Linked DNA regions of Macaca mulatta: region 1 is linked to region 2. The links are chromatin contacts, called in public Hi-C maps. All regions are on one chromosome and are shown on one strand. Each heading gives the region's core, a stretch centred on a gene start, on an enhancer-like site or on the middle of the called end of the contact. The rest is flanking DNA. Distances are from core to core; before and after follow the strand shown. Region 1 has its middle 64 kb from the start of SFSWAP. Region 2 has its middle 350 kb from the start of ADGRD1.

Region 1 (7,226 bases), core at 1,237-3,736, 310 kb before region 2:
ACAAAGAGTAACCAGAATAATCCGCGGTAAAGCACTGGGTGGTGATAAGGGAAAAAAAATGAAATAGGTGAAAGTCAGCGTGATATAGCAGGGGTGTGGGCGAGGCTCCTTCAGATGCGTGGTCAGCAGCAGTAGAAGGTGTTCGAGCCACAGGAGCTGACTCCTGGGGAACGGGAGCAGGTGGAGAGGAGGAGGCCTGGGATGAACTTGGCAGGAAGAGGAACGCCCACCAAGGAGACCCGGTGGGAGCCTTACGAGGACCCTGGCCAGGCTGGGGCCGGGGGCAGTGCAGCAACACCAGCACTGGGGAGGACAACGCCCACACCGGAGACTCGCACTTCCATCCGGATATCATGGGGCTGAAGGGGGTCCTTCTACCTGCTCTGTCTCGGGGAAATGAGGGACACCCCGGCAGCAGGAGAGCTCCGTATACTAACAGAAGCCCCTATTTAAGAATTCTTGTGGCCAGGCACCCTCATCACCTCCTGTTTCTGAAATAGACGTATCTTGTCCTCATTGGTGTTAGTGACACAAACCCCACTGGAAGAACCTAAACCCCAAACGGGGATGAATGGTTGAATCTAGGGGAGGGGCAGAGCCACCTGATTTGAGGTCTGGGTGTATCCAGGGCTCAGGTCACAATCACCAAGGCCTGCTCCACCCCTGGCTCTGCTTCTTCCACGTGGACTCCAGTATCAAGCAGGCTCTGTCCACTGGTCCCAGGGGAGCAACCTGTGCCACGCCCCCACAGGTCACAGGCAATGAGAAAGGCCAGAGCCTCTCAGCCCGTTTCCTTGCATCTGATTGGCTCTGATGGAGTCACACCCCTATGCCTGAGCCAATCACGTGCCCTGGGACAGCCGTGTGTTGATTGGCTGTGACTCGGTCATGTGATCTGTCCCTGGACTGGGGATGTCCCCGAACCACGTGGACTGAGGCTGGGTGAAGGGCGGTCCTCAGCGGCCTGTTCCAGGCACTGGGGGAATGGCTGCCGAGTGGTGTCCCTGGGAGAGCATCAGTTTCCCTGCTTTAGAGAGGAGGGAACCATGTCAGTGGTGAGGATGGCTCCGGGGTCACATAGCACAGCTGTCAGGGTCGCACTGGGATTTGGACCTGCCTGGAAGGCCGGGACTCTGACTCTGACCGCTGGTTGAACTGTCCTTGGCCTGCCTCTGGCCCTGAGCCGCAGGTCAGCTCTGGAGATGCCTGGGTGGCAAAGGCGCGCCCCTTAGACCCTCTCCATTTTACCCACAACCTGACAACGAGCCCAGCACAGGCAAGGACCCGCAGACAGTGCTATAAATCTACCCCTCGATGGTAAACTGCAAAGCAGCCATAAAGTCTTCAGGAAACACATACCGTATGGCTAAAATGATGTTCTCCCTCTCCGTCTCAGGGATGAGACATGTGAGGACCAGTGAGAAGTACGCATCTTTTACAATGAATGTCAACAGACTCTTACAAATGAATTCACCCCAGACTACCTTGTCAGCTCCTGGGGACACATTTAAATCGCCTTCTGTCTCTGTAAGTATCAGCTTGTCCTGGAGTCGACCCCAGATCTGAGAAGCACAAATGCTAGCTTGGAGGCCTGAGGCTGCCTGAGGTCTCTGGGCTCCTGCACAGACAGATATCTGGACAGACAGACGCAGCGCATCCCTGGGCTCCTGTCCTTCTGTCCCCCACTGTCCTCTCTCTGCGTGGGTGTCCCATTGCACAGGCAGAAGTGGGGTTTGGTCTTGTCTCCTCCAGGCACCTCTGTCTCCTGACCCACAGCCTGGGGTGGTGGGATAAGAAGGGGAAGGGCCTGGTGAGTGCAGCACCAGGAGGGACATTCAGCTGGACACAGTGCTCCCTGCGTGCTGGGTCTTTAGACAGGTGTCCATTGTGATTGGCCCGTGTTCCATGCTGATTGAAAAATGCTCCAGCCTGATTGGACGGTGCTCCATTGTGATTGGCCCATGCTCCATCCTGATTAGCTCATGATCCATCTTTGTGTTCATGATCCATCCTCATTGATCTATGCTCCATCCTGATTGGCAAATCCTTCATCTTGAATGGCCCATACTCCAGTCTGTGTGGTCTGTGGTCAATTCTGAACATATCTGAAATATGTTACCAGTTGGAACTTCCCACAGGTTTGGAAATGGCTGGGAAATTCTCCCCACCCCATCGCCTCTCTGCTGTTCATCCTGAAGATTCCTGCTCAGCATTCTGCATCCTTGAGCACATTCTAGCCCATTCCATTGTCTCTAAGGAGAAAAGGCTCAGGGAAGGGTTGGGAACAAGTTTGGGTTTCTTTTAAATCCTGAAGTTTTCAGCATTTGCAGATTCTCCAGGGCCAGATGCTTAGCCATCTGCATGGAGCACTCTCCTGGAAACGATTTCCTGCCTCCCAAATGGCACAATTCTTGACTGTGCCGAGGGCCATATCACTGCTTCAGTAACAGACGCTCACTGCTGGCACCTAGAGAGGGAAGGCTGCTTGGTTCTGGAATCTCATTTTCTAATCCTATAATGATATGCAACTGTGTTCACACTATGCTCTGCAGCTGAGAGGCCCCTCCCCAGCCTGAGCTCAACTCAACCCTTCCCCTTCACAGAGCGACTCTCAGACTTGGAGTTCCCCTGTACCCACCCCAAAATGTCTCCTCTGCAACCAAGTACAGTGCCAGATCCCAGGGGCACACCTCCCCTCCTCTAGGTAAGCATTGCCCCTCGGAAGCTCTTTTACAATTAAAACCTGCCAGGGAACTCAACCCAGCTCTCAATGTCACCGAGTGCTTGCATCTGCTTTTTATGGTGCCCCGAGAACCTTTCCCTCTTATTCCACCAACAGCGCACTGATTTCCCATGGAAATGACACCCCCAGTTCTCAGATCACGAGTCTGTCCCAGCTCTGGGATGGATGTTGATGAGACCTGGCCAATCACAGCATCTTGATCAGGGCACCTGATGCTGGATAGACACAAGCCCCAGACAGTGAAAGCCACAGGGACCCACATCTGGGCTTTGACAGAGGACTGGGAAGACGCATCTCTTCATAAATGTCCCTGAGAGGAGGGCAGTGGGCTTGGCACTGCAGGTGGAGGGGTTGGCCCCACGTGGCTGAGCTCAACCAGGAGAGGAGCCAGACAGGAAGCAGAGTCAGAGAGAAGGAGACAGAGAGACAGACACAGAGAGACAGAGAGGTCCTGGGGGCTTCTCCCGGGTCCCTCCATCAAGCTGTACCTGAAAGTGCACAACCCTGGACCCTTCAGTTGGCTTGAGTTGAGTTTTTTGTCTCCTTCAACCACAGAGTCCTAAATATGGAGAAGACATCAGAGGGGGAGACGGAGATGCTTTGACAAACCTCCAGTTTACAAGGAGCACCTCCAGACTGGAGACCCCTCCCAGTTTCCTCCCAGCACCCACCCACGGAAGCAGCTGCTGCCCACGGCAGGGACGGCTGAGGGATGTGTCCAGAATGCCCTCCCAGGAGGCTCTGTGTTCGGGCTCCTCAGCTCAGCACAGACACCCCAGGTCCTACCCACTGGAGGGACTGGGGTGGAGAAGGGACCACTTCACCCAAGGTCTGAGTGAAAAGGCTTCCACAGGTGAGGTGAGGACGGCAGGGATGAAGGTGAAAGCCTGAACATGATCCAGAAGGCTGGACATTGGCCTTGACCAGCTAGCAGAGCCCTGGGGACGGAGTCAGATTGATGCCCCCAGGGCTGGCTGGTACAGAACCAAGGAAAACACCTGCATCAGAGCTTCCTTCCACCCCACCCCCTGTGCCCACCCCTCACCTGTCTGTGGAGTCTTCAGAGCTAGAGATGCCCTTCCCTTCCTGCCCACTCTCCAGCAAGGTAACACCTGCCGGGACTTGTTTCTACCTCACCGAGAAGTACTTGGCTGGTCCGCGTCCCCTTAGAACTGCAGGGGTCGATGCAGCAGCAGGGTCACCAGCCCCGCCACCTGGGCAGGGCTTGCAAACAGTGCTTGATGGGTCAAGTCCAGTTCCCAGGTGGAGCTTTAGCCCATGGAATCCTTCAACATCAGAGCACACAGAACCCCCCTAAAACTAATCGATTTTTTTTTTTTTTTGCCAGCGTTCTGTGGTAGAGATGCGGTGTCGTTCACCTAATCTGCTTTCTGCTGATGGAATCCAGGGCAGTTCAATGTGACCCTGAACCCCACAGAGCCAGGGAGGACATCCTGTAGTCCACGCCTTAGCTCCCACAGGTGTATTTCCTGCAGGGTGGATTCCTAGAGGGAAGACACAAGAGCTGAGCACCATCAATGTCCCCACATGAACCCAGGGACTGGAGAGTCTGTTGCTGGTCATGCACAGTGCTCTCAGAGCCCGTCACCACCCTCATCTGTCCCCTCACCACCCTCATCTGTCCTCTCACCACCCTCATCTGTCCCCTCACCACCCTCATCTGTCCTCTCACCACCCTCATCTGTCCCCTTACCGCCCTTATCTGTCCCCTCACCACCCTTATTCTGCAGACGCTGCTGCAGAATGGAGATAGTCACCGACTGGCTGCTTCCAGGCCCACCCGCCTTCCAGTGTGTCCACCAGGGACGGCCTCGGGCTGCCTGGGGCTGTGCTGGACGATCCCCTTGTGGCCACCCAAGGGCACGTTGGGGTGGAGGGTGGTCCCGCACACTGGGGTCCTTCAGGGCCTGCCGTGTGGTCTACCTCTCCTGAGTCTACAGATGGGAGCTGGCACCAGCTCTAGACTCAGGCTGACCCCTCAGAGGACGACTGTGCAGCCCTTCCCAGCCCTCCTGGCACAGGGCTGCCGGCCGCAGGTGGCCTGTGGCTCTTCTGCTCATCATGCGTCCAGCATGGGGTGGGATACTGGTCTCCTTCTCCTGCAGGGACCCTGATGTTCACACAGGATCCCCAAGAGACCCTCACTGTGTTTAGCTGAGTCAGCACTCACTCCTACACAGCCTCCCCATCAGGCAAGCAATGCCCCTGTCCGTGCCCGCCCTCCCTGGTCCTGTCCGTGCCTGCCCTTCCCGGTCCTGTCCAGGCCCAGAGTGAGTGATTGTTGTACTCACTGGGTCCGTCTCCATCTCTTCTTAAGCCGTGTGTGTGTGTGTGTGTGTGTATGTGTGTGTGTGTACGGGGGTTACAGTAACAGAAAAAGCCCTGCTGGACCTCCTGTTGCCAAGAGAAAGGTGTCTCTACCTTCAACTTGGTAGAACAGAGTGGGTGTCCGGAGGGTGGGAGCTGAGGCCATGTCCAGGCGCTCCTCACTGAGTGGATTCCCCAGACAGAGCCTTCACCTCCCACCCTGCCAGCTCCTCCTCACACACCTATTCCTGTTATTTCCATGAATGGCACCATCTTCCTCTCATCGATCTGGGTACAGAGCCCTAGACACAGGGCCCAAGAGGGCCTGGAAGAAAGTAGAAGAGGATTCCATGGTTACCTTCAGCCCCTTCCTGCACTCACTCCTCACCCACACCTCCAGCCCCGGGCTTTCCTGGGGTGCCCTCCTGGGTCTCCCGTGGTCCCTTCCTTGGTCTCCCGTGGTCCCCTCCTGCACCTCCCGTGGTCGCCCCTGCAGGGGGAGTGGCAGCTCCTGAATATTCTCAGATTCACCTCTCAGGTCTGCACACCCTCCCAGCCCCCCTGGTGTTTCTTTCTCATCCGAGCAAATCCCTTTGGGGCCTATTCTAAGAACGATTTAATGTATTATCCATCAGAGAGAGGCCTGCGGACAGCCCACAGCAAGGCATCTAGGACAGTGAAACTCAAAGCACTTCCCTGGTGTGGGGGCGAAGGCTGATGTTTCCAGAGAAGACATGTTTCCACCACCCTGTATGTGGCTGCTTAGTTCTCCTCTGTTCACACGAGCCTGGCTGTCAGGAAAGGCACATTTGCATGGAAGGGGCTCCGGGTGTAGAAGAAAGGCAGACTCAGGGCGGACTCAGGCAGGAGCAGAACCACATGCATCGTGTGAAAAGCACCATCAGTGGACAGAAACCCTTAGCCAGACTTCACAGCATTCCCAGCCCCAGGGTAAAGCAAATTGCTCTGCGCGTCTCCTCCCATCTCTGCCCATCATGTGTCGGGTGCCCCTCAGGCGGCTCATTGACTCCCCTGGGGAGCAGAGGCTGGGTCCAGGGAGGAACAGTGGTTCTGGTGTGATCATGTGGCAATTAAACAAAGTGGCATCTGATTAAGTGACCATATTGCTTCTCTTATCATGGAAGGACAGTAGCTCCTAGACCAGGAGGCATAAATCTCACTTTCTTTTCCAGGCTCCCTCCAGTGGAAATGTCAAGGTAAGAAATAGGCCAGTGACAAACATGGACAGATACGTCCTAGCCCTAATATACTCATCAAGCTCCCTCTGATGCTGGCCAGGTACCATGCATTCATCAATCCATCCTTATTCCAGTGTTTGGTAAAGTCTCCAGGGAAATAGCTGGTGCTGTCAGGTGATGGGCAGAGGCAACCAGAGATGGATGACGGGGTCATTAAGCAACAGAGGAGCAAGTGGGCAGACAAATACATGGAGAATTCGTGCAAACAGGGATGGGTGTGCAATGGATGACTGGATAATTGCAGGACAAATGGTATAATTGGTTAAAATCCAGATGATTGGTTAAATGGGGGATAGGTATATAAATGGATGAGAAGGTAGATGGATGATGGATGGACAGAGGGACAGATGGATGGATGGATGGAAGAAAGAAGGATGTATAGTAACCTGAGTATATGTTCAGATAAGTGGATGGACGGATGGATGGAAGGATGAATGCATGGATTAATGGAAGGGAGATGAATGGATAGTAACCTGGGTATAAGTTCAGGTAAATGGATGGGCAGATGGATGGATGGATGGATGGATGAAAGAGAGAGAAAGATGTATAATAACCTGGGTATATGTTCAGATAAGTGGATGGATGGATGGATGAATGGAAGGATGGATGGATGGATGAGAGAAGAATGGATAGTAACCTGGGTATATGTTCAGATAAGTGGATGGGCAGAAGGATGGATGGATGGATGGATGGATGAAGGGAGAAGAATGGATTGTACCCTCAGCATATGTGCAGATAAGTGGATGAACAGATGGACAGATGGATGGACAGATGGACGGATGGATAGACGGAAGAGAGAAGACTGGATAGTAAACTGAGTATAAGTTCAGATAAGTGGATGGACAGACAGATGAACAGATGGATGGATGGTGGATGGATTAGTGAGAAGGTGGATG
Region 2 (7,169 bases), core at 3,504-6,003:
ACTCGGCCCAGCCTCTGGGAGAGAGAATGGGGGGCTCCGTGGACCCTCTCCTGTCCCTACAGTTCACAGCCCATGAGCCAGAAGTGGTCCATTTCATAACCTTGAAACCCTGGGGAGCACATGGGCTCCTGGAGAGGACCAGGGCCTCTTCTGCTGCCATTTGGGATGACACAAGTTCTGTAGGGCAGGTGAAGCCCGTGTGGGGTGGGAGCAGAAGGTGACACCCTCTGACACAGGCTGGGGAGGGACCCTAGGCAGCTGTGTGGGGAGTGCAAGGGCCTGGGTGCAGGCAGCAGCCTGGGGTGTGTCCCGCAGGACCCCAAGGAGAGGCCATGGGTGCAGAAGAGAATCCCAGGGCAAATATCAGGAGAGCGGCACTGGGACGTGTCTCCCGCTAAGGTTATTCAAAGGTGGAAGCACAGGGACATCCTGAAAAGCTGCGCAGGAGCTCCAGGCTTGGGCTCGGCTGCCTGGAAGAAGGGAGGTGCTCTGTGCTTAGAGGCCAGAGGATGAGGGAGAGGCAGGCTAAGGAGGAAATCATGGCCCAAGCTAGGCCTGGGGCAGGGGCCTGGCTGGGGAAACTCCTGGCTCAGGAGCAGAGCATGGGAGAAGCGCAGCCGGCCCCTGCTCTTGAGGCCTCTGGTCGGGAAGTGCATGAAAGCACCGCAGAGCCTCGGGTTCTCCATCTGCACAGTGGGCAGGATGATGCCGGGCCCTTCTTCCCCAGAAGGAACTTTTTAGGCACAAATGAGGAAATAACATAGAAAGACTTGGAGGCTTTGCCAACATAAGGCAGGAGACCACTCCAAGGTAGGATGACTGCTATTTTAACTGGCTGTAATCGAATGTAATGTCTCATTTTCATGATTTGGATTGGAGGTGGAAATATTAATTTATGAATCATCTATCCTGCAGCCAAGGGACCTCCCTGATGGCAGCTTCTCCCGTTCCCTGTAACTGCTTGTGACTGATGAGCCGTCAGCAGGGATGGGAGGGAGGGAGCCTCGGACATCATGTACTCCCTTCTGCTTGTGAAATAACTCAGGACCTGGGGCCGCTTCTCAGGGCTGGGCTGAGTCTCCCGTGCCCACCGTGGTGCTGGGCGTATCTGCTGTCTCTGGGGAGACAGACACGAAGCAGAAAGGCAGGAGAAGGAAAAGGTGTCAGCCCAGGCGCTCCTGTCCTACTCCGGCCTGCAGGCCACCGCCCTCTGCCCATCCCGGAAGGACGTGACTTCCTCTTAAACACCTGAGCCAAGAGGCTGGGGTGCACCTTCCCCTCCGCCCTCGTGCTCAGCTGCGTGGCTGCATTGAGGGGGTTTTTCTGTCTCTGCCATTAAACAAATCCTGGCAGGTTAATTAGCTACGGGAGGTTTCAGGTGCTTTCGTTTTCAGAAGAAGTCAAAACAAGCACATATTGTGCTTGGAACAAGCCTAGCTTTCTAATGAAAAGAGACTGCAACTGGATCGTCAAACAAATGTAAACAAATAGATCAATAAACATGCGTGCACACACGTGTTCACAGAGGACGATTTGAAGGTGGAACGTGAAATGAGAGCCCTCACGGAGGTCCAGCCACGAGATGTGTGGGGGCCAAGGGCTCAGGGCCAGGGCCAGGAGGATGTGCAGTGGAGCCGGGTTAATGTTACTGCCGCGCCCTAAGAAACGGGGAGGGGAGGGGAGGCAGGTCCGGAACCACCCAGGAGGCAGATTCGGCTGATTTGTTTCAGGAATCCTTTCTGCCTTGTAATTTAGGAGTCAACGTTTCCTTCTCCTCTTTCTGCTCCTCCTCCCTCCAATAAATCAGTGCACACACAGGTGGCACTGGCTCAGGGCCCATCGAGGGCCAGTGTCCTGGGCCCTGCAGGGCATGTCTGTGGGAGGGACCACTAGGGTCAGGGGACAGGGCCGTGGGGAAAATCTGCCCCGTGGACGGATTTGACCACAACCACGCTGTTCTTCTGGGGAATCAAGGCGGAGCCTTCCCTTGTCCCTGGGACAGCAGGGGCTTCCCCAGGTGGTGGCCTCTCAGGGGCCCCTCCCCAGCATGCTTCCTGCCCTCCCACTGCTTTGATCAAGTTCCTCCCGCCCACCTGCTGATTTCATTCCTGTTCCCCTCATCGTCCTGGGGGGGGGCCTTCCTGAGCTGCTCCCCTAACCCTGAGGAGCTTGACCAGCCACTGGGGCCTGGCCCTCTCCAGGGTCCTGAAATCTGCTGCCGCTTCCTGGGTGGCGATGGCGTGACTGTTCCAGGATGAGCAGATGTGGGGCCCCGTGGCAGAACTACAGTTGTTTCTATGTTTCCATCGTGCCCTAAATCCAGCCAGAAGCAGCGTGAAGATACCTGGTGCGGAATGTCCTGCCGACAGCACGCTGCCAAGCAGACGCCTGGGAGGAGCATCGTTATCCTGGATGGGCTCAGAGGACCCTCAGAGTCCAACACACACCTCTCCAGAATCCATTCAGGCGTCTGCAGGCTGGAGACTGAGGGCAGAGGAAACAATGCCCATGGGATCATCACCCAGCTCAGCAAATGCTCATCAACCCCTTTCTGCACACGGCACTGCGCTGGGCACCTGGGCGCTTTAGAGAGGGTGAGATGTGGCCTTTGAATCTGGAGAGTCATCGCTTGGTTGTGAGCCACACCATAGCTCCTCAACAGAGAAACAGTGAGGAGGCATCATCAAACAGAAGAATCTCGAAGACGAGGCAGGAGCATTGAGGGACCGCCACCGCCTCCAGCCAACTCTCGCCACAGCTGATAAACGTGCAGTATTGGCGTTGTCGGGAACGGGCTTTCTGGGGCCTCTGTCACCTCCCGTCTTGGCGGAGCTTGTGATTGAGCCTGTTCGCAGGACACCTTTGTGCTCGACACAGTTTCCTGTTGTGATGCAGAAACTCACTGAATTTAATCTAAGACTGCTTTTGTTGCGAGTTTCCTGGGGCTTGGGAGGGGATAATCAGGAGTGGTGCTGCTCTCGGGGAAATGAGAAAACTGTGTCAGTCCGGGCTCAGCTTCAGCTTAAAGTGGCAGAAATGCGGCTGGCACTGGTGTAGGTCAGGGAAGTCCACATGAGGGGAAGAGCTAGGTGTGACTGGGTCTCTGTGAGGCTGGAATAGGGAGCGGGAGCTCAGCACGGCGCTCTTGCGTCTTTCTCTGTGCAAACTTGGTTCCTGCCCTCACACTGGCTGAGCCTCACACTGACCACTGTGGACCCCATTCCTCTGGCATAACAGATACGTGGGTAACCGACTCCAGCATTCCCTCCACGATGTCTGTTCACTGTCCTTGTAGATCTCAAAAGAGCTAGAAGAGAAGAATGTGAATGTTCCCCGCAGAAAGGAAAGATAAACGTTTGGGGTGACGGGTATCCCAAGCGTCTGGATTTGATCCCTACACATTCTATGACGGCACCCCCAAATATGTACGTCTATTATGTATCAATAAACAGTCTTGGGGAGAATATCTGCTCTACCTAGTCCAGTTTCTGCTGTCGGCCCAGCCCTGAAGCAGTCGCTTTGGGCAGAAAGGGAACCATCTGAGACGCTCCCAGGCTGTGGGGTTAGGGGCAGCAGCCGGTCAGTGTGCATGGATTTTCATTTGTCTTTTTCAGGTTCTGGCTGTGTTTTCCCCCAGAGGAGGCCTGATAATCTCAGAGGCTGCAAGAGTTCCACGTCCTCCAGGACTCTCTTTAGTTCCTTTTCTAGGGAGCAAAGGCCACTCCTACCTGCCCAGAGTCAGGAACCTCATTGGGGTTTGTGGGAGCAGCTCTGATTTGTTTTATTCCAGCATCATTTTTATCTGCAAGGAATTGGATTATAATTTTGAAACCATTTTTTTGGCACTAAACAGAAATACAATCCAGGATATTATGAACATGCAACATTCAGAAAACTGGGAGAAACTGCTTATTGTCATGTGTCATTTAGAAATATCGGATGGTGGGCCAGGCATGGTGACTCACACCTGTAATCCCAGCACTTTGGGAGGCCAAGGCAGGTGAATTGATTGAGCCCAGGAGTTCAAGGCCAGCCTGGGCAACATGGCAAAACCCTGTCTCTACAAAAATATAAATAAATAAATAAATAAATAGCATGGTGGTGTGTGCCTGTATTCCTAGCTACTCAGGAAGCTTAAGTAAATGGATTGATTGAGCCTGGGAGGTTGAGGCTGCAGTGAGCCATGTTTATGCCACTGCACTCCAGCCTTGGTGACAGAATGAGATCCTGTCTTAAAAAAAAACAAAAAACAGAAGCTGTCCCATTGATGTCAAGGACACCATAAAGATGCCTGATATCACTGTCACAAACAGTATTTAATATAGGTCCTCGATAATGCATAGGACTAGAAAAGAATAAGCATAGATATTGAAAAGGAGGAGACACCATTAACAATATTTGCAGATATGTCATGGCCTACGTAGAAAACCTCATTAACCAACATCATAAATCATAAGGACTAAAAGAAAAATTGCAAATACAAAACACTTCTTACTGATCAGCACTGTCTGATTAGAAGATGCAATAGAATACGTAAGATTCCATTTACAATAGCAGCAAGACGTTTAAAACATGTGCTAGTAAACCTAATTCATGAGTGAGATCTTTGTGAAGATGATTGTAAAACTCTCCTGCAAGCCGTTACCGTGCTCTCGGGAAAGGGAGGAGGAAGCTGCTCCCCTCCTGAGCAGGGAGCCTGAGACTGCACAGTCGTCCATTCTTCTCATTCGAATCCACACGTTCCGCGCAGCGTCAACCCACATCTCCACACACACTGTCAGGGACATTTGCAAATGGATTCTAAATATACCATGAAGAGTAAGTGCTAAAACAGTGCAAAAAGAGAGGAAGAAAGAGAGGAAGAGGACGAAGAGTGGAGAGCAGTGATTCTCTCCCCCTTTTCAATAGATAATAAAGGCACTGTGAGTGAAACACCGTGGCACTGGCAAAAGTAGAGCAAGAGATCAATAGGATATAATGGAAGGTTCAGAGACAGAGCTGTTCGCCATGAACTTAAGATGCAATAAGGGAGCTGTTTCACACCCTAATGGGTGGCAATGAATGGTATTGAGATGCTTGCCTGTTCTGTGGGAGCAAAAATAAAATCAAGCCTCAACCTCACACCATTACCTAAAACAAAGACAGACTTAAGACCTAAATATAAAGCAGAACTATACAAACGATGGACAGAAATATGAGAAAATAGGCCGGGCTCAGTGGCTCATGTCTGTAATCCCAGCACTTTGGGAGGCCAAGGCAGGTGGATCACTTGAGGTCAGGAGTTCGAGACAAGCCTGGCCAACATGATGAAACCTCGTCTCTACTAAAAATACAAAAAATAGCTGAGTTTGGTGGCACATGCCTGTAATCCAAGCTACTTGGGAGGCTGAGACAGGGTAATTGCTCGAACCTAGGAGGCAGAGGTTGCAGTGAGCCGAGATCATACCACTGCGCTCCAGCCTGGGCAACAAGAGTGAAACTCTGTCTCAAAATTTAAAAAAAAATAAATAAATAAATAAGAAAGAAAATGTAACCTGGGTATCAAAAGAACTTAAACAAGACAAAACACATAGGGCTAAAATGAAAAATACATACTTTTGTCTACATCAACATTTAACATTTCCATGTCAGTAAAGATACAGTGAAGAGATTAGCTACAGACTCGGAGAAAACATTACACGACATAGAACAAAAGATTCACACACAGAATCTATAAATGCCTTCCTAGAGTAATACAGAAAAGGTAAACAACCCAGCAAAAATTCAGGCAAAGGACACAAACAATTTATGGGAGAGAAATGACAAAGGGCAACATGAAAAAATGCTCAACTCAGTAGGAATGAGGGCAAACAAGTTAAAACAAGATGCAATGTCTCACCTATCTGATGGGAGAAATGAGGACATGATCATGTCAAGTATTAGCCAAGGGCGGGGCGCGGTGGCTCATGCCTGTAATCCCAGTACTTTGGGGGGCCAAGGCAGGTGGATCACGAGGTCAGGAGTTCGAGACCAGCCTGGCCAACGTGGTGAAACCTCGTCTCTACTAAAAATATAAAGTTAGCCAGGTGAGGTGGCGCAGGCCTGTAGTCCCAGCTACTTGGGAGGCTGAGGCAAGAGAATTGCTTGAACCCAGGAGGTAGAAATTGCAGTGAGCCAAGATTGTGCCACTGTACTCAAGCCTGGGCAATAGAGTGAGAGTCTGTCTCAAAAAAAAAAAAAAAGAAAAGAAAAAAGAAAAAACTATTAGCCAAGATGTGTGGAAAGAGGACTCGTGTATGCTGTTTGTGAGAATGTAAGTTTGAACGGTCTTCTGGAGAACCATCTGGACGTATCTATTGGCACAAGAAGTGCACACATGCCGTGGTTCCCAATTTCACTTCTCAGCATCTACATGAGCATGGGCAAAGGAGGCGGGTGCTAGACTGTGTGCTGCCACGTCAACAGTCATCCTGGAGACTTGGGGAAAAATAAAACTTTAGTGTCTTCCAAGGGGGATTTGGTTAAATAAAGCCTATGGTATGCCCATGTTGTGGAATATTGTGTAGCAGCTGATGCAGAATGGTAGAACTATATATATGGATGTGGAAAGATTTCTAAGGCTTGCTGTTCTACAAAACAAGCAAGAAAGAAGACATGGCCCCAGTGTGGAGGGTGTGTGTGTGTGTGTGTGTGTGTGTGTGTGTGGTGTGTGTGTGTGGTGTGTGTGTGTGTATAAAAGCCATGGTGAAGGGGGCAATTATCTCCATCCACATGGATGTATGGGTGTAAAAGCTTAGAAACCCTCTGGAAGAAGAGTCCCCACCCAGGCCACAGTGTTTCTCTGGAAATGAAGAGGAATGTGGTGAGCAGGAGGGAAAGGACGGGGTGGAGTCAAGAATGACTTTCACTTTAATCTTCAAATGCACAGTTGATATTTGCAATGATCTTGAATCCATGTACGGGGAAAAACAGCAAAAACAACGTCTTTGCTCTAGGGGATGGTGTGTGGCTGGGAGATTAAGGAAAGGGTTTATGTGAGAAGAGGGGCGGGGCAGGAGGAGATGGGGTTTGAAGAATCAGGCAGGATTTACCCATCACCCCTTTTTAGTAGTTATTTGAGGCATCACTTACACTCAGTAAAATAACAAATCTTACGAGCACAGATGGATGGGCCTTCACATATGTACAGG

What was found. Hi-C and Micro-C count contacts between places; a contact is called where the count stands out from the background.
Region 1: a Hi-C map of fetal cortical plate shows a contact between it and region 2, with 2.6 times the contacts expected there. The contact joins two enhancer-like sites. A contact is called at or near these places in 2 of 14 Hi-C or Micro-C datasets (fetal cortex germinal zone and fetal cortical plate).

The regions. Positions count from the first base shown.
Region 1 is chr11:139,001,386-139,008,611 of T2T-MMU8v2.0, reverse strand. No RefSeq gene overlaps it. Among named protein-coding and RNA genes, the nearest start is that of SFSWAP, 64 kb to the left of the region's middle. Within about 2 kb of position 2,486, at least 10 of the 40 cell types and tissues checked have an H3K27ac peak or open chromatin away from gene starts, as enhancers often do. A contact at or near this core is called in fetal cortical plate, where this site is marked.
Region 2 is chr11:138,689,320-138,696,488 of T2T-MMU8v2.0, reverse strand. No RefSeq gene overlaps it. Among named protein-coding and RNA genes, the nearest start is that of ADGRD1, 350 kb to the right of the region's middle. Within about 2 kb of position 4,753, at least 6 of the 40 cell types and tissues checked have an H3K27ac peak or open chromatin away from gene starts, as enhancers often do. A contact at or near this core is called in fetal cortical plate, where this site is marked.